Regions from separate parts of the Mus musculus genome. Here region 1 is linked to region 2. The links are chromatin contacts, called in public Hi-C maps. All regions are on one chromosome and are shown on one strand. Each heading gives the region's core, a stretch centred on a gene start, on an enhancer-like site or on the middle of the called end of the contact. The rest is flanking DNA. Distances are from core to core; before and after follow the strand shown. Region 1 overlaps Rgs6 (regulator of G-protein signaling 6). Region 2 holds the start of Rgs6 (regulator of G-protein signaling 6).

Evidence for each region. A called contact is a pair of places that touch in the nucleus more often than the background predicts.
Region 1: a Hi-C map of cerebral cortex shows a contact between it and region 2, with 3 times the contacts expected there. The contact joins the enhancer-like site here to the promoter of Rgs6 in region 2. A contact is called at or near these places in 6 of 484 Hi-C or Micro-C datasets (cardiomyocytes, cerebral cortex, cortical neurons and 2 more) and 3 of 115 datasets of contacts at active chromatin or transcription factors (forebrain, heart atrium and neural progenitor cells).

Annotation. Positions count from the first base shown.
Region 1 is chr12:82,754,612-82,758,861 of GRCm38.p6, forward strand. All of the region lies in intron 2 of Rgs6 (regulator of G-protein signaling 6), which reads left to right. Among named protein-coding and RNA genes, the nearest start is that of Gm22149, 16 kb to the right of the region's middle. Within about 2 kb of position 2,235, at least 12 of the 459 cell types and tissues checked have an H3K27ac peak or open chromatin away from gene starts, as enhancers often do. A contact at or near this core is called in cerebral cortex, cortical neurons and heart atrium, where this site is marked.
Region 2 is chr12:82,614,582-82,618,548 of GRCm38.p6, forward strand. Rgs6 (regulator of G-protein signaling 6) reads left to right here and starts at 2,344. Exons shown (of 17, transcript NM_015812.4): 1 at 2,344-2,802.

The sequences.
Region 1 (4,250 bases), core at 985-3,484, 140 kb after region 2:
GAGGCAGAGACGTTTGACAGCCGTAGCAGTTGTTCTTACAAGTGTTTTCCAGTTATTGCCATGTGATTGCTGTCCCTAGCAATCGAGGGAGAGGAGCCAGCCTCTTCCAGTCACTCAGGCACTTTTCTCACTGGCTGTGCTTTTGAACACCCAGCCATTCATCTTTTCTCTGATGTGTTTTTGATGGTCAGTCTGAGCATCTGATTTTTCTCTTGGCTGAGTGGTTCTTAAGGGCCTGGCCCTAGGTGGGAATATATTACTTATCTCAAAGGGCAGATGAAGAAGCAGAGAGAAGCCTCATCTACTGCCTGAACTATATAGTACAAGCTGAAGAAAACTTGTTGAGCAGCTGTGATTGAGTACAGTATGAGAAGAGCTTCTGGTGTGTGTGTGTGTGTGTGTGTGTGTGTGTGTGTGTGTGTGTAGGTGTGTATATGTGTGTGTGCATGTGTGGGTCTATGTGCATGTGTGTGTGTGGTGTGTACATGTATGTGTGTAGAAGTCAGAAGACAACTTCAGCTGTCATAATTAGGCATCTTCCCCCCCTATTTTTGAGACAAGATCTCTCACTGTCCAGGGCTTCACCAAGTAGGCTAAGGTGAGTTGGCCAGTGAGCCCCCATGGCCCATCCCTGTCTCCTATCTCACCGTCACTGAGGTCACAAGTGTGTCCCACCAGCTTTGCACATTGGTTCTGAGTTTCCAAACTCAGGTCCTCATGTGTGTGAGACCAAGAGCTTCACTGACCGAGCCATTTCAGCCCAACCTTGACATTAGTAAATTATCAACGTAGAAATAGTTGTTAAAGCAAAAATATGTTTGGATGCAGGTAGTATGAAAGGGATTCTATGGTGCTAAGAGCACCTGGTATGTCATCTATTCACATATCCTTTTTCTTCCATTCTCATCACTGTTTTAGGTTACTGCCTCACGGCTGCTGTGGCTGCTGATATTCCCAGAGGGAGGTGCATACTGTGTGGGCCACAGCTCTCTCCATCAGGATAAGAAAGGCTCATAGACAACTCCCCAGTAGAGAGGTTGCTCTCTCTCTTCTAAATGCCCAGTGATGTCACACGGCTGCACCCGTCTGAAAGCTCAGAAAGTTGGCAATTCAGTTGACACAGTAGGATTTCAAACAAAGCATGAAGGGGGTGCATGTTGATAAGGGTCCATAATGCTAACCACCAGCCTTCTATATATCAGACACGAGAAGTGTCTGTCAGATATCAAATATGAACATACATGCTGCCTCCTATCCAGCTGGGGTTTCTGTGTGGTATGCCACTGACGTGGAAAGGCAAGGAACGCAAGGACACCATCTGCGTTGACACACTTGCTTGTTGACCTGGCCTTGAAGGATGTTAGTGGAGGTGAAGTCGTCTAGTTTATTTCAGGAAAAAAAAAAAAAAAAAAAAAAAAAAAAAAAAAACAAAAAAAAACTTCTAATGGTTTTCTCCCTGATAAAACCCAACCTTGAGAACAATGACAGAAAAATATAGACATCTGAAACAGAGCTTACTAATTCACCAGACACTCACAGAATATGCATGTTTTGGGGGCCCGAGATCACTAGGGACAGCAATCTGATGATAATTACCACCAAACAGTGAAACCTCTAGTGGGGCTGAGACTTCCGGTGTCCCTCGCTGGAATGTTGCAGGGAGAAAAGACTTGATTTCCAGAGTTTCTCTTTTTTCCCCTCATGCTCTTCTGGGTACTGCTGTGTGACAAGTCACAGAGTCCAAGTTGGCCGTTCTCAAGGGGCTCTCTCCTGTGTTCTTGCTCTGGTATGGGAGCTGGATCTCCTGAATATGGCTTCACCGTGGTCTTGGTCTCTGATAGTCTAGTGTCCTGGTTCTGAAGTTGTACATTCCAAGACATCAATGGGGCTGTTAGAAAGTGACTTTTTAAAAGATATGGCCTCAGGATAATCTTGAACTCTGCAATCTCCTGCTCCGATCTCTCCAGTTCTGGGATTATGGGCATTTCTTTTAGTCTTTGCTGAGCTCCATGGGTATGAATGGCGATGGGATCCTTGGGGTTTTACCAGAGATTCCTGTCTTCCCAAGACTCCAGAAGGCCACAATTAGCAAAAAGACCAGGAATGAAGAGGTGGGAAGAGGGCAGTGCCTTCTCACTGTAAACTAGCAATTTTCATCATCCTCTGCCTTGGCCCATGTGGCTGCTGCTACCTGGAACATCCCTCCTCCTGTCTCTGCATGGCAGACTCTCTGGAACATCCCTCCTTCCTGTCTCTGCATGGCAGACTCCCACACTCCCCCAGATGCATCTCAGCTGGTGGCTTCTTCATGAAACCCACCTCATCTGTCGGCTCGGGTGCCTCATTCGTCCTCTCCACCCACAATTTTGTGCCTGTCATCCTGTCTCTGCAGAGCCTGTTCCTTCCTGGATTGTGGCCAGGGACCCACTCCGAGCCTGGTGCTTGCAACAGAGCAAAAATACATGTACAGGCTAGAAAGCAGGACTACATGGTCGGCTGTGCCAGTGTGTGGTTACATTCTCAGAAGATACACGGTTGTTATGTTTGATCTCTTATACCTCTCCCTGACCCAAAGAAAACAAACTAAAAATATCAGGCTCAACTATGTAAACTTTTTCAGAGCCAAGTATGGGTAAACTGGCAGATCCACAAACAACTAAGTGTGGCTCATTTTCCCGTTATCTAAAAGCAAACCCTTTGTCTCCTTTCAAAGTTATCCCATCCTCACCAACCAGGTTAGAAGCCTTGTTCTAGAAGTCCTGTTGGAGTTACCTAAACCCAGAGTTTCTCCTTTCTTAAATCCCCCTGGTGCCTGGATACTGCCATGCACATCTCTCTCCCTTTCACTGGGGTCTGTTTAGCCTTCTGGCTAAGATAATATACTCCTGTCCTGTTCATTTCCTCTGCCTCAGGAAAGAAGCGAAGTGTTGAGCATCTTGGCAAAGGCACAATGCAGCTATTCTCAGCTGTGGGGGGCTGGCTATGGGAGGCATGGAGTGTAATGTGCAGAAGAGCTGAACTTTGAAGCAGGCACTGGTGTGAACTTTGTTCTTTTGAAGATGTGAACTATGCAAAGGTGTTGCTTTTCTTTGGCCAGACTGTGCAGAAGGTCAGAGTCTGGGGCAAATTTGTTCCACATACATATCTTGATTGATCTGAGCAAGGTCTGTAGAAACAGTGGGGAAAATTTGCCTGTGTTGACAACCAGGAGAGTGTATGTAAAAGCCTACTCTTCTGGTGTCCCCTAAATTTGCAAGTTTTAGCAAAATTGAGTTTCAATCTCCAATGAGCAACACTTGCTTATTTATAAGCAAGAACTGACCGTTCCTAAGGACAGAAGGGAGTCCCCTCTCTTCCTTCACCTCTGGGAAATTGCACCCTGCATTCTTCCACTGGCACTATGTGCCTGTTCCTGGATAAATTATTCTAAAAGATGTGTCTTGTGTTTGATGTTAGACAACTTAGTGCAGTTGTCTAAAGATCTCATATGAGGCTGCTGGAGGCAAGCCTGGCAGCTTGTATGGGCCTTTCTGTCTTACAGAGTTTAAGAGAAATGAGCAACATGATTATTAATCCCTCTGAAACACAGGGTTTTCATCCTTTGATTTATTTAATTTACCATAGTAGCTCCTTTTCATTGAGCACTTACTATGTTGTATGTGTATTCATTTGTCTATCTCACAATGCCAATTCGATGATATAGGAACTTTTAGTATCCCCATTTTATCAGAGAAAGTTAGGTCAGAAAGCTAGGAAGAAGCCTAGCCATTGCCTGTAGGTCATTTATTGTAGTCCTAGCTACAGAAATAAGAAATAGAGGGCGCCGTGCATGTCTACTGTCATGGTTTGATTGTAAGGTGTCCCCCATAGGCTTATGTGTTTGAAGATTGTTTTCCAGCTGGTGGTGTTGTTTGGAGAGGTTCAAAACCTTTAGGAGGTGGAGCTTTGTTGAAGAAAGTAAGTCACTGGGCAAGGGCTTTGAAGTTTTATAGCCTAGGCTTACTTCCTTTTCTCTCTCCACTTTAAGACTGCTTATGCACCGTGGTAAACATTCACCTGCCGTCATGCCTTCCACACCATGATGGACTGTATTCCTTTGAAACCGTGGGCCAAAATAAATCTTTTCTCATAAGATGCTTTTGTCAGGGTATTTTATAACCACAACAGAAGTGAAATGAAGACATCTACTGTAGGTGCATGCTTACATAGATTCATGCAACATTATGTGACCGTTAAATGATGTTGAAGTC
Region 2 (3,967 bases), core at 1,094-3,593:
ATACGAGGTTGGCTAATGGAAACAGGCAGAGTGGGATTGTACATATTCACAGTGTGATATGCAGAGTGAAATTGTATATATTCACTGAGTAGTGTGCAGAGAGACTGTCTTTTTATCTCAGTTAATGATGAGATAATACTTCAAGGAAACCTGTGAGGGACACTTGTCAAAAGTGATGAGTCTTTAGGGGCTAGAGAGATGACTCGGCGGTTAAGAGCATCTTTTCCAGAGGTGCTGAATTTGGTTCCAAGAACCCTCATTCTGGCTCACAACCAGCTCTAACTCTGGTCCCAGGGGATCTGTCACCTCTTCTGGCCTCCAGCTGGTATTGCACACACAGGGTACACATACATGCAGGCAAAACATCCATACACATAAAATTAAATGAAGACAAAGTCTTTGTTGTTCATCTTGGCGAAGAGAACAATTATACCTCAGTGTATCTTTTTAAGCCATCTCTTCTGAAGTCATATTGAATTACAAAACACATTACACGAGCAGGTGGACAGACTAGTTCGTTTGTTCACTTTATTTGGGTGTTCCTAGTTTCCAACCATCTGTGAATAAGTAACAAATGACTGTGTATTAGGCACTTTCTCTTCCCAGTGGCAAAATACTGGAGACAAACAATTTACAAGAAGGAAAGACTTCTTTTGGCGTCAAGTTTCAGAGATTTTTAGCCTATGGTTTTTTGGTCTTGTGCTTCAAGCTACTGTCTTGGAGGATGCTGGTAGGAGACCTGTATACTGCGTGGAGACTGAGGGAGGAGCTAGTCTCATCATACACCCTTCAGTGGGACCCCTCCATGGACCCAGCTTCCTTCTACTGGGTCCCACCTCTGACTTAAAGTGCTTACCCCTACCAATAGGGCACACACAGGGTTCCTAGGCACATCTTATCTCCAACTTACACTCACTGACCCCTTCAGACTTCAGAGTACAGTTCCTAAAAACAGGTCACTCTTAGTGTGGCTAGCACACTAGCTTTATGTGAGGAAACAACACAGACATGTCTATTTTCTTGAATCAGTATATTATAGAAATCCATGGTTATAGGTGTTATTTACAGGGGTTGGATCCTACCCAAGGCCACCTTCTGAGTTAGCAGCCTTGTCCTCGGGCCTCGCTCAATCAGAAGCCATCTTTAACAATCTGCCATTTTAGAAGAATGGATTTACATTCAGAAGAATCTATTTACCTTTAACTGATGTTCTTTGTTATTTGCATATTTATGCACAGCAGTGTTGACAAACATGCATATTGCCAAGGAAACTTTAAATTTTCACCCCCAGAGCCATAAAGATGAAGAGTCCAGATCATTCATCCCCAATGACTTGGAGTAATTTATTTATTTTTTTCTGTGATTAATACACTAAAGTATAAATTACTGATTTATTATTGGTGTTGGTAACATTGACATACATACACATCTACTGGTAACTATTTAGTACCAACCACCTTGTCCTACCTCCAACTACAGTTCCCTAAAATAATTTGAGACAGGCCTTCATGTAGTCCAGTGTGACTCACGGACTCCCTAAGTAGCCAAAGCTGGCCTCGAACTTCTGTTCTTTCTGCTTCCAGCCCCTGAGTATTACAGGTGGATACCATCTCTGTCGGGGTTTACTCAGTGCTGGGGAAAGCACTATATTAGGTGAGCTACATCTGCAACCCAGTCATAAGTCATCAAAAATCACGTTTCAGGACTCTCAGGTTAAAATGTCCATTCAAGTTACCCTTGTTCATTTGAATGTCAAAGCTTCTCTTCTTGCCCAAGGATATTGTGCATAGTTTCCCCCTTAGATTCCCTTTTGTATTGTTTCAAGATAGTATCAACCACAAAGCGCTCCCAACGCTGTGTGGTGTAAACGTTGAATAAATAAAACCACGAGATTAGCAACAATATCTCTGACGAACGCACTGGCTCATTTTAATTTAGAGGGCGCCAGCCCCACGTCAGTGAGGGATTCAAAAGCTACCGGGACAGCACCTCAGGCCAGAATCGTGAGCACCTTGGCGCCACTAAAGTTTCAGTACACGGTCATCCTGGCAGCAAGGAGAGGAGCCTTGGCTTGTTTAACACAGTCCCTCAGTTTTCTAGGTAGCTGCTCGGTTGCCTGGAATCTGCAGATTATTTTTTTCCTCGCTTGCTGCACAGGGCCTGATCCGTACCCCGGGCGGCGCCGGGACAGGTGAGCCTGGCGGCGGCGACCTAAGAACGTGCTCAGGTGTCAGGGTCCCGCTCATAGCGCGTGGCTCAGGCCAGGTGCGGGCGCCCAGGTGCGCGGCGCGAGGCTGCAGCTGCTCTGGGTCCCCGACAGCGGGCGCCGCTGCGGCAGCGGCCGAGCCGAGCGCCTGGGCTGCGCGACTCCGGGCAGCTCCTTGGCGATCGGCCCCCACCGGGTGGCCAAGAACTCCGCCCGGGGGCGCCCCGGGGTCCCTGTTGCTGCGGGCGCCGAGGGGGCGGTTCCGGTCCGGACCAGCGAGGGGCGAGGGAAACACCCCGGGAGCCCCGCGCCCTGGCACCATGAGACCCGCCGCGCCTCCTCCCGGGTCCGGAGCTGTACAGTGTGCTCGCTGAGCCCCCTGCGGTCGCCGCCTCGTAGAGTGGCACCAAGAAGGTGGAAGAGGAGGAGAAGGCGACACTCGGGAGAGCAGTGCCCGGACAGATTTGGCCGCTCCTCCACCCCCCGAGAGCTGGCGACTCCCGGGTTCCCCAGCCTTATCATGAGCCGGGCGCCAGCCGGGCTTTAGGAGAAACTGAGACGCCGGAGCGAGTCGAGACAATTCTTTGGTTGCTAAGGTAATTGTAGTTGGACAAAAAAGGGACAAGAAAAGAACCCGGAGGAAAAGGAATGGAAGCCGCACCCGCGCCCCGATCTGTGTGGCTTGCATTCCTCGGGGGTGGGCGCTTGTCCATTTCGGATGCGTGACAGGTGCGGGTGTGTGTCTGCAGTTTGGGACTGTGCAGGGCGAGCTTACGTAAGTGACTCGGCGAGCTGGCATGCGGACTTGTGTGGGATGGGTGCAGGTCTGCGTGGAAATCGCCTTCCCGGCTTTGGGGTGGGACGCGCTCCGAGCCTGGGCCTGGAGGGCGTGCGGGGCCCCGAAGGCTTTCTCTTCTTCCCAGCCATCCGCTCGGAGAGCGCAGGTGGGGGAATCTACCTCCAGCAACTTTTCCTGAGAATAAGCTCCCGATTTGTGGGTTGAAAGGGCGAGGCTCCGTGGTGAGGTGAGGACCGCAGGGGCGGGTGGTGAGGTCTGAGGCTTGGGAGTTGCTTTCACAGACGGTAGGTATAGGCTTTTCTGAGCAGGTCAGGCTGCTTAAAAAGTGTGATGAGGGAAGTGACCCAGAAAATTTAAATTTGTTCAGAGGAAAAGCTGCGGGTTTTCATTCTTTTTTAATTTGACAAAGTGGGTGCGTTTTCTCTCTCACGGAGACAGTGGCATTTCTAAGTCTGCAAATAAATTGAACATGTTTTGAATCTCGTTGGTTTGGAATTATTCTCGCAGCATCAGTGCCTGCTTAGAAACTGGACCTGTAGGTAAGTTCTGATAAAAGCCCTTTAGCAGCCCTAAAGGAAAACTTGAAAGGCAACCAGGAGGAGGTTAAAGCCCACCATTTCATCTTTTTCTCTCCAGGGAGAATGGGAGAGTAAGACCTGGGTTGGTGTTTATCAGGCTGTTAGAGGATGGGTTGCCAGTATGTGCGCGATGCGTCGAAGCCCTTTGCTGTCCGAGGATAGTACACTATAAACAAGGCTCCCACAAGTCAGTTTCACAACTAGGTAGATGGGCAATTGTGTGGAGTTGGATCTGGGCTGCCTGAAAGTTTCTGTGACTTCTATATTTATTCTTGCTCTGAACTTACTTTGCATTAGAAGGGACGTATCCCTTCAAAGTGGAGAACAGAGGGAAACAGGACAGTTCCCACAGACACACCTTTGTAAGCCAAAGCCTTTATGCAC